Linked DNA regions of Mus musculus: region 1 is linked to region 2. A link is a contact called in public promoter capture Hi-C data. All regions are on one chromosome and are shown on one strand. Each heading gives the region's core, a stretch centred on a gene start, on an enhancer-like site or on the middle of the called end of the contact. The rest is flanking DNA. Distances are from core to core; before and after follow the strand shown.

Region 1 (5,269 bases), core at 288-2,787, 1.0 Mb after region 2:
TTTAAAAAGCAACAGAGAATTCAGGACTGACGTGTTTGCTGGTTCAGGCTGGACCACTAACCCTTGTTCAGAGTCCGTTCACTTTAACCACAGACGTTCCCTGGTTCTGATCAACTCGGAGCATTTGTTCTTCCCAGATCCTATAGTACAGTCTCTGTCACTGTTACATTACATCTCTGCTTTAGAAGCATACATTGCTGTTCATAAGAAGGTTTGGAATAATAGGGGCATAGTTTATTACCAATGGATAATATTAAAATTAAAACTAGTTTCAAAATCAGTGCATAACATCTTCTAGGTCTCAGTCAAGTGACATTGTTGCCAGCCTAAGCCTTTCTGTAAAAATAAAAAACAAACAAACAAACAAACAAACACCCCAACCAATTTACCTTGATAATGTTTGCGTAACTGTAACAAGCCTCTTAATTGAATGACTAATTGCTACTATATATAGAACAAGAGTTTTACTTTTCCTATATGGCTATTCCTGAGATTTCTATTCTGAACATCTTCCTTAAATTTTTTGGAAGCACTATTTAGTGATTTCAAAGCCTCCATAGGTTCTTTTTTTAACGTTTCTATTCTTACTCATTATTTTTTTTCTTGCTACCAGGCAAATCTAGTAATAGAAAACAATGCTAGTTAAAAATACAGTCTTGAGAGGCCTATCAAAGCTTGTCTTCTGCGTGTATTTTGGGGGGGTGGTGGGAGGGGTACAGAATAGCTCTCAGGTTTTTCTGTTGCTGAAATAACACTGTAAAGCTCTTCCTACCCTTACATCGCCAGTATTTCTGGTCTTACACACAACATAACTGTGAACTTATACGTCTTCTTAGAAATAACAGGCTTACTTTGGAAAATAGGCACTTAGGAAATGTTCACCCATTTGAGTTCACACGTTGGTACATTTTCCAGGCTACGCTAGGCAGATGGAGTGAATCAGAAAATTTCTTACCTCTTGAGGGACGTAAGACAATGCATATCACCACTAAAGCAAGCGCAGCCAGGGTGGTAACTCCAAAGACAGTTTTCAGCCATGTCTACATAGAAGAAAATTCGGTTTGGGCTTAGTTCCTCCTGAGAAATGGCAAGATTTTGTCTAACCCTAGATCCTACTTCTCCTTCCCCACAGAGCTTTTGATTGTGTTCCACTGGTCTGGCGGTGATTGCTGGAGCCTTTCCAGTTCTGCTAAGACAAATGTTTCTACAGTATATTTAGAGCCATTTTCTAATCCTAACACACACCGGGAAGTGATACTCAACACACAAATCCCCACCTTCTCTAAAGAATAGAAAACTCTGACCATACTCAGCCCAGGCAGCCTCTACTCTGCGGTCGTCCCCGAGACGGCACGCACTAACCTTCATTTTTCCAGATGTTTTTGCAAGTTAGCTGATTCTCACTGCACAGCGTGGGTCACCGCATCTGTGAAAACTGTTGAAAAGAAGCAAGTCTGTCTTCCACTTGGAAGCTGAAGTCAGGACATGAGTTGCTTCCCGCTCCCCTCCTCCCTTTCCCACGGACTTTTGACTACCGTGCCAAATTTCGAAAGATTTCTGTAAAATTAGAAACAGATTTTGGGGGCGTTCTTGGCCTTTAAGTGAACTATGAGTGGCTGGAGGGAGGCTCTAGAGCTCTCTCATCCTTGTAAATTTACACCAACATCTGCTTAAGTTGTCATACAGAGGCCGTTTTATTTCACCTTTTTGTTGTTGTTCAGGTTTATATTTCATATTCTCCTCAAAAATCACTCGAGTCACTTTAGTAACAATCTTTTCTACACTCCTCTTGTTTGCAGCTGAGAGGAAGGATTTCAAATGGAGAAACTTTTTGAGGGTGCATTGTACATATCAAATGTTTGGGGAAGGGAAGAACAGTGGAGCCAAATCCGGCTTTGTGAGAGGTACACGGTGTGACTGCACACTCTTCTCCCGGGAGCCTATGAGGTGCTGCAGGCACAAATGTTTTTCTTTCAGCACAATTTCTTTGTCCGTATAGCACCATATGCACTTTCAGTAAATACAGAAGTTTAAAAATTCAACTGTCTAAACCCACGGCTGCTTTCCTTTAAAGAAATGAAGCGCCATCTGTTGAAATGTAGTATGGGTTAGGTGTGTTTGCACAGGCTAGAAAGATGGAAAGATCAGCGGGAATAATTTGCCAGCAGACCTTTGGAAGAATGGAAATGGCTTTACAAGAGTGATATTTTTGCTTTGCTCTCAGAATATCTTCTGAGAAAGGAGAACATTTAGTAATTATAAAGACCTTAAAATAAATTTTAAAAAGGCAAGTGAAAAGAGAAGTCATGTGTACTTCATTTTGGCTAAGTCCACATATTTCAAAGTGATCGGTCATCTTGGCAGATCAGTAAAATGACTGAATTCACAACACACACACACACACACACACACACACAGACACAATTTTTTTTTAAACCTTCTCTGTGGTCCAGAGCAATTTCCTAGGGCAGATTCCTGGTTTCCACATGGATACTGTTGCTAGAATATGGTGTCTCCAGTTTTTCCATTGCTGGCTTTCTCAAGAAGTTTGTAATATCTTTTGCCTGACTATGCTAAGTTTCATGCTGATCTTTCACAAACTGTGCATGAAAAATAACGAGAAAACATCACTGTTCTGTGTTGCTGTTTGCTTTAGTTGACTGGTCTGGCTGCCACAGGAAACTTTCTCCACCACAAACCAGCACAGTGGCTTGTGAACTTCCTCCCTGCCATTCTCCAGACAGCTGTCCCTGAATTCTAGCCTTAGGAAAGTTCTGGTGAGCAGAGTGAGTCACTAGTATGCATTGGCAGAGAAGAGTATTCAAAGCCCACTGCAGCTCCCGGATGAATCCCACTCCCCATGCGGTTAATGAGCTATCGATTTACAAATTGAAGCAGTACCAGGCATCATCACAGGTGTACAGTGCACTTACTGACATCTCCATGTGCCTTGATTGTGAGGCGTCAATCCGAGAGAAAGCCATCAGCCGGGTCCCATGTGAACTGCCCTCTAGAGGGTCTTCTCAAATTTGTTGCTTTCTTTGGAACATCCACATAGTACTTTCTCAGAACTTCTGTCCCAGCTCGCCAACGCCCACCCCCCCACCCCCCACCCCCAAAAAAATCAGCAAGTCCTTTGTAGTGAGTGATTCCCAAGACCTCCTTTACTAGACAGAAACTAAATGCAATAAGTGATTAAGGTATAATTAAAATGCATACTGCTAGCTTTAGCAATTAATCATTGTCACATGACTGGTAATGGGTACCACTTAGGACTCCAAAGACTCGTCTGACAGGTTTTATGGAGAAATTGGGACATCTTAAGAAGCAACATTAAGTTGAAAGTACTAGTATACGGGGACATTTTAAGGTTGAATAAACATTTTATTTATGTTTGTATTTTCTTTAGAAAGCTGGTTGAATCTAACTAGAACATCTGGGATAGTTCTAGCTGTTTGAACTGTTTTAAGGAGGATGTGACTGGGTAAATAAGTAAAGATGGTCTCTTGCATATAATTTCATAAGTTAGGAATATATTTCTTGTAACAGAGTTACAGACGGGCTTCTGATCTAGCTTATATCCAAGAGAGGTGTTCAAAAGGTGTGGACATTTAACCATTCAATAGCTTTACCTTTTTTCTCTCTCTTTTGGGGGTCAAAATAAAAATACTTTTAACAAGGTTTTTGTTTTTGCTTTTCCACTAAGAAAAGATGTGTGTGTTTGTGTGTGTGTGTGTGCGTGTGTGTGTGTGTGTGTGTGTGTGTGTACAAAATTAACCATGAGAGGGTCTGTTTACTCAGTGAGCATGCTCTCCTATAAGCATGCAAGATTCATCCATTTTTTTTTCCGATCTTGGAGCTCCTGCTGAGTATTTCAGCCTGGAGGTGTGCTAATCAGGTGAGCACCCTGATTAGTTGGAAATTTCTGTATGGACCTGTGAAAGGGGACAGAAAAGACATGTGATGCACTTGTATAATCCTAAAACAAAATCGCATCATTTGTCAGCATGAGAACTTTTCTCATGAAGCAAATCTGGGTATATTGAAATTATACAGAAACAGACAGAATGACATTGATCCATTAAAAGTTAAAGGCATAGCAGTATAATATAGGCTATGACCCACCTCTTTCCAAATAGGGGACACGTAAGGCTTAGTTTGGAATATGATGACATGAGAACATTGAGTAAGTGAGCAATTCTACATCTCAAGGCTATGAACAGATCTTGCTAAAGGTATTTACTAATGAACAGTAGTTGTTTTTCAAAAATGACTCTGTAGTAGTTTGGAGCTGGAATGGCCTCTAGAGACTCATATTGAAGGGTTGGCCCATAGCTGCTGGAATTGAGGGGAGGTATGGAACACTCTAGAAACTTAAGCTGAAGTGAAGAAGCTAGACCACTGGGAATGTATCCTTGGAGGAGACATACAGGAACCCTGGCCCATTCCTGTCTCCGTTTGCTTCCCAGGCACCATCAGGTGAGCAAGTTTGCCGTACCACCCTTTCGCCATAATGTTTTGCCAACTACAGACTGAGAAACAATGGAGTCAGCATATCACAGGCTGAAACTGTGATTCAAAATAGACCTTTTTTCCTTAAAACTACTCATGTCCATTGATGGAAATAACGAAAAGTGATCAACACAGAAGTTCTCCCTAAAAACACATTTAGTTATGATTCTTGAGAGCATAAAAAAAGAAGTATATTCTAAGAACATAAGTAAAGATAATACATTTTTTACCTAGGGGTGAGAATAAAAGGTTAATTTATTAAACAAAACAGCAATGTCCTTTAATGAATTAGTTATAAGAAGCATAAGGCTACAGTGGAGGCTATACTAGAAACCTGGATTGTATACTCTTTCAATTACAAATGTATTCCTAAAAAGTCCAAAAGCTATAGGGCTATTGCTTGGGAAGCATGCTTATCCAGGACATCAAAGTCTCTCTGCTTGATCCTCAATAGAGAATGAACCTAAGAGCCTAAGAGCTCCTAAAAGCTTGATGTTCAGATCTTCAGTTATAATGATCACTTCTTCCCTATTCTAAACACAGTACTTTAATATATAATTTCATTTTACCTGTGTCCAAACTCATTTACTAATTAGAAAACAGAATCCAGATTAAAAATTAGATAGGTTGCCCAGGATTCAAACAGTGCATAGATGGAAATAAATACATTAATTCAATCTGCTAATTACTTAAGTTGCTTCTAAAGTAATATTGATTAATTGCATTATTGAATGCACTACTGCTTTCCTACTGGGAC
Region 2 (6,153 bases), core at 1,784-4,283:
AAATAGCACACACACAAAAAAGGTGACTTTAAGCTTCCTCTTCAATATCACCCTCACAAAAACACTCCATTGGAAGTAGTTCCCACTAGCAGGAAATGACACAGACTTTAGGGAGCATCAAAGTACTAACAGTACTTGACCACTCATTTGTGTCTGATCCGATTTTATTACTGTGTTTTATCCAAGTTTGTTCTAATAACTGATTTAGCTTCTGATTTGAGAAGCTCATCAAAAAGTTAAACACCTAGCTGTGTACATACATATACATGTGTGTGAGTAAACATGCATGCATATATGTGTATATATGTACATATATAAGTATGTGTGTGTATATATACATACACACACAAACATATATATATATATATATATATATATATATATATATATACACACACATATATATATACACACTTACGCACATATTGAGGCCTGCCCACCTAGCATAGCTGTAGCCATTTTGTTCCATGCTTGCCAGCTATTTCATATCGTTGCTGTAATATGCCTGCCAGTCATTGACAAAGAAAAATAACTTGACTTAGAGCAGGATCATGCTGAAGAACATACCCTGTTATGTTCCATATATTATGAGGTTTGTTAATATTAAGAAACTGCATAACCATAAGCTTCACATAGGACCCATTATATTAAAGGTTTGAGTGAGGGCCAAACACCAGGCAGCACTGCCAGGACCTGCGTATAAGCTCATAGTGGTTTCTGAAGTTCTAGCCTTTATAAGCTGGCCCTGAGAAATGTCCAGTGCACAGCTTTTAGCTCTAGAGCCTGAGCTGTTGCCCTGGTCCATCAGTCTTTAGGTGTGTGTTCAATAAACTATCCCTGTCTGACTGAGATCGGTGTGAGATTGATGTTTGTGTGATTTGTGGGGAGGCTCCTGGATCCCAACATATGTACAAGTATGCACACATATATATGAGACCAGGCTGGTTATAATAAGTGCGTTTCAATGAAAGGGGACAGTGTATGCTAGGGGAAAACATAAACAAAGGATATTTATTACAACATTTACAAAGCACACAACACATACAGCCAGCATCCCCTTAGAGAGAGGATCTGATCGTTTATGGACACCACTTACTGGATCATAGATTCTAGATTCCCCTAGAACTTTAGCTTACAGAATAAACAGAGAGTAACATGGTTACACGTGGTATACATTCCTGTTCCTGACCTGGTTGAATCTGAGTTTGCTTCATCACTAAATCCCTTGCTAAGGTGTTTTTGTTTGTAATATGTAGATAATAATATCTCCCTTACTAATTCATCCTAAAAGGATGCTATAAAGGAAGATAAGATTGGTGATGGCAATGCTCTTTGTTTGAAAGGTGCTATTTAAATTTTTAAGTGCTATTATTAGGGCTCTGCAGTGCAACAGATGGGACCTGGAAGAAGCTTAGTGTTGTTGATATTTCCTTTGAATATTTCTTCTCCCCATCTCTCTCACTTATTATTTATTAAGAGCCTACCTCTGATGTGCATAATAATAAAAAGTGGGGGGGTCTATATTTGAGCTGAATTTACCAAGATAACCTTATCCAGACAGTATAAAATGTGTTGCTTCCATCCTTTGGCAATGATCTATACCCTGGGATTGCTGGCCTGCTAGGACTTGATGCATGTAAATAGATTGATTATAAGCTATTTTCTTTGTAAAAGCATTGCTTTTTATAGTTGAAAAAGAATATGAAGAAAAAGCAAAGACACACTGCTGGTGGGAATGTAAATTAGTATAGTCTTTATGGAAAACACTATGGCCCTTCCTCAAAATATTTAAAATATAGAGCTATCATGTGATCCAGAGTCCTACTTCTAGATCTACATTAAAGTGATACGATTACTTTATTAGTATATGGATAAGACATCTGCACTCCCATGCTAGCTGCAACAGGATTCACAGTAACCAAGATAAATAAACTTCATTGTCGACTAAGGAATGAATGGGCAAAGAAAATGTGATGTATGTACCCCACACTCCAGCCACAATGAAGGAAATTCTGCCATTGGTGATAATCTGAGTAAATCTAGACAACATGAATGACGAAAAAATTAGGATAAGTACAGATAAATGAATACCCAGGGATCTCATTTATGAAATCTGCAAAAGTAGATTCTACAGAAATAGAGAGTTGAATGGTAGCTACCAGAGGCAGAAGTAGTTGGAGGAGGGTAAGGAAGAGCTATTGATTAAAGATTATAAAAGTGTAGTTGGGAGGAATAATATCAAGTTTGATAACTATAGTTAATGATTCTATGTTACAATATAAGGGGTGCTAAGTATTCTTTTTGTAATAATAACCATGTGAGGTGACACATTTGTTAATTACCTGGATTTAACTACTATGTGTGCATATGCTTCAAGATATCTTACTGTATATGAGAAGCGTATAGTTTTAAAACCATCTTATTTTAAAATGTGTTTAAAAATAAAAGTGTTCTCTATTGGCACTTAACGTCCATGAAATGAAAGTAGAGCAATACAACATTAAAGCTCCGCCTATGATTCAGGTGTTTCCCTGGGGTGGCTAAATGAACACCATAAATGAGAGCACCATCGTGCCATTATCGGTAGGTGCCAGCAGTTCACAGCAATGAGGGAGGGAGATCAGGAAGGCTCAGTGATGGGAGCACTGGCCAACAGAGGACGTGGCAGTATACAGCAGATATAAAAAGGGATTTCCTATAAAGGCCTGATTTGAGAACCTAACAGAGTCAGATCATGCCTCTCTCTCTTCCACTACCTCCACTTCCAAGTTGCTTTCTGTATACAGACACCTCTGGCTAAAGCATTTTTTTTACTTCAAGGCTGACCTAGTGTTCCTTTTAATTGTATGTAAATTGTTTCTGTAGCCAACTCACTACTGTGATACAGTTCCGCACTGAAGATTTGACAGGGAAAATGCCTGGAACGCATCTTTACCTTGCCCGACTTGTGGATTAACACAGTCACAGAGAGGGAGATGCTGCTTCGGAAGCGAAACGATGAGCAGGCTGCTGCTGGGCAGAATATGAGAGAAAAAGAACAGGTTGTGCCTGTTTATTGCTGCTTGGTGTTGTTCCCAAATAAATGGATGCTAATTGAGAGGGAGTGTGGCTTCATATTTTATGACACCCCGGGTATATGCTAGGAAGTCTCAGGAGAGGTGATTTAAATTAAAGCTAATGTTGAACTCCACTTAATTAGCATTGCTGTGGATGATTTCATTTTTTTTCCCTGCTAAGGGAAGAATGTGCGAGGTTACTGTTTTCCTGTTGCAAATACTAAACTATATGACGGAGGTGAAGAAGTTATTTCAGAAATGAATGACTTGCTGGCAAAAGAGAACCAGACAAGGATGGCATGTTACTAATTAAGATGAGTGATGTACGAGCCAGATGGAAGGAATACAGATTAGAACAATGGAAAGAAATCCTCAGAATGACACCATTATTTTGGAAACTATTGTAAATCAGCCAGGGGTGGAGACTACAAGCAATTTCCCTGACAAATGAACCAGTCACCCTGAACATCCTGTAGGAGGCACATGATGGAGAGTCCATACTAAAACCTTGAATGTTCATCTCTACCTAATGAGAACCTAAAAGTCTAGCAGGAGAGTGACTAGCCCTCACATTTGCCAGATCCTGCCAGTCAGTACGACAATTACTCTAACATTGGCCTCCCTTCATCTTCAGCTCTACCACTCGCCTTTATCTTTTTTTCACATTTGTGTGTACGCTGTGCAGACTTTATGCATCTGATCAAGTTTCTTCCTTGAGTGCCAGGGAAGGAGTTGCCATGTTGGCTACAACAAAGGGGCTGAGACAGTCTCTGATCTCCTTTTCTATGAGACCATCTCTCAATTTGGAATCCTAGCTTCTCTCCAGTCAGACAACAGTCCTGAATTTATCTCCCAAGTTTCTCGAACCCTATCTAAAGTACTCAACATCCCTTGGTATTTTCATATTCTGTATTACTCCTAGTCCTCAGGAAAGATAGAATGGACTAACCTTTCCTTTAAAACCACCCTTCCTTGTCAAACTGAACTTCAGAGCACACGATTGGTTTGTTGTGATATAGCCTTCTGACCATTGCATCAGGCACAAATACTCCAGAAGCATTTTTTGCAGATTAAGAGAGAAATAAGTGGACCAGAGAAGAAATACAAGTGTGTAATGATCCTACAAACTATTTGCTAAGTGGCCTGTCCTGCTCAAAGTCTCAGGAGAAAAATTCTGAAGTTGGCCAGTACTCAGTTACCTACCTCTGCCAAAGTGGACGACTGCCATCTCAGAATCAAGATGATTATTCAGCTCTCTGACGCAAGTCAAACACACTCCCATCTCCTGCTCACAAGGCGCCAACATAAAATGGATGCTGAACTGGGAGAACAGGTGTGTTTGTGCTTGGAGAAAGCAGCCAGGGATATGAAAATGACTTAGCAGCTGGTGGGAAAGAAGATTGAAGTTGTGCCAGGCAAAAGGTGCTTTTCCCCTAATTATGCAAAAGCTTTAATTTCATTGATCATATTGTTCCCTTCTTTCTCCCTCTAAATGATATGAAATCTATATAACAACTCTTTGGGGAAGTCCAAATCATTGCCAGGGATGCTTAATAAGGGAGCGAGGGGCAGAAAACACTCTTAGGTGAATGACCTTGCTATTTTATGAGCATTTGTGAACTGTGGTAAGATTAATTAGCAGGGAAAACACATTTAAAATGAGATGTAGTCATTAGAGCTCAAAAATCTGTCAATAGACCCAGGGAACCTGAAAAGCTCTTTAATATCCCCGCCGCTATTAAACTATTGACATTTATTCATTCTTCTCATTTGATAAAAATGTATCAACCAACAGTGCCTTGGCGGGCACTGAACCATACTTAACGAAACATAGGTTGAAAAATATAGTTCCTACTTTCTATAGTGGCTCACAATGTAGGCATGAAAAAAATGATCTGCCCTCACTCCTCTGAGGTGTGAAAGAGGCAGTGATTTAGATAGAACATGATTCCAAGGTCAGTCTGTCTTTTCATTTAAGGTGGAAAGATAATTTTCTAAGTTGAGTCTTAGGTGAACTTGATGATTTGTAAAAACAACAAAAACAACTTGGTAAAGGATTTTAATTAAGGGCAAGAAGCTTACTCACTCACATGGAGCAGTGACCCTCGGGTTTATGGCATCCCCTAGCATTGCTCTGTAACATACAAGTGGTCCCATATAAGTATGTTTGCAAGATATGCCTAGCTTTGGTAAATAAAGTTTAAAAAGCAGAGAATTATAAAATCGCACACACACAGACACACACGCACACACGCATGCACAAACATGCACATATTCTCAGCAAAGAACAACTGCATGCAAATGTGTTGGTGACATTGTTGTTCTTAATCTCACTTCGTTCCCATTTAAGAAAGCAACGTGTGCCAAGTCACCAAGTTAAGGCTACCTTCTGACTCTACAGCTTGTGGTTATGAACCAACATTACACATCTCTCCACACTGTCAAAAAACTGTATCAGCCGTCCTCAGAGCTGGAAACAGCAGTCACAGAATGAGGTTCCGTATCTCTCTGTTTGACTTATAAAATGTCAATCATTGTGTGGTCTCAGATACATTGACTTGCTCACTGTTTGGTAACATTGCAATGACAATGTGTTTTAAATATATGCTGGAAGGACAATTTAAACACTTGACAGCAGTGAGAGTCAAGACAGACCATATTTTCTTTTCTGAATCTAGTATGCAAGAGAATCTGCACATACTGCCAGGGTTTCATTGTCATTTACATAGTCTTGGAATGTGAAAGTGCCGCTTAAGCAAGCATTTCACTGGTTGGCTTTTACCTTGAGAGCCTGACACAGGGAAGGAGGTTAGTGGAAAGAAACCAAAGAAGACATAAGCATAAAGAACAAGCCTATGGGTACTACCCTTTTGTTCTGCTCACTCTCTGCAATTAATTAATTAATTAATTTTACCAAATATTCTGGGAATATTTGGCTTCTCTTGTTTCTTTTATTGTTGAACTTTGAAGGCCACATGGCATGAATTTGGAGTAGAAGACCTAGATTTTACTGGATATTATATGAGTACACTTCTATTGCACAGGTTTCAATCAAACTTTCTTTTTTAATTTATTTTTTATTTTATTTTTATGTGCT

The links. Promoter capture Hi-C pulls out the DNA fragments that hold promoters and counts their contacts.
Region 1: a contact with region 2 is called in a promoter capture Hi-C map of hippocampal neurons, with 2.9 times the contacts expected there. The contact joins the promoter of Fap here to the enhancer-like site in region 2. A contact is called at or near these places in 5 of 39 promoter capture datasets (cranial neural crest, embryonic stem cells, hippocampal neurons and 2 more) and 1 of 9 other capture datasets (liver).

The regions. Positions count from the first base shown.
Region 1 is chr2:62,572,484-62,577,752 of GRCm38.p6, forward strand. Fap (fibroblast activation protein) reads right to left here and starts at 1,538. Exons shown (of 26, transcript NM_007986.3): 1 at 1,363-1,538; 2 at 956-1,040. The coding sequence starts at 1,368.
Region 2 is chr2:61,552,533-61,558,685 of GRCm38.p6, forward strand. No RefSeq gene overlaps it. Among named protein-coding and RNA genes, the nearest start is that of Gm33841, 22 kb to the left of the region's middle. Within about 2 kb of position 3,034, at least 10 of the 459 cell types and tissues checked have an H3K27ac peak or open chromatin away from gene starts, as enhancers often do. A contact at or near this core is called in hippocampal neurons, where this site is marked.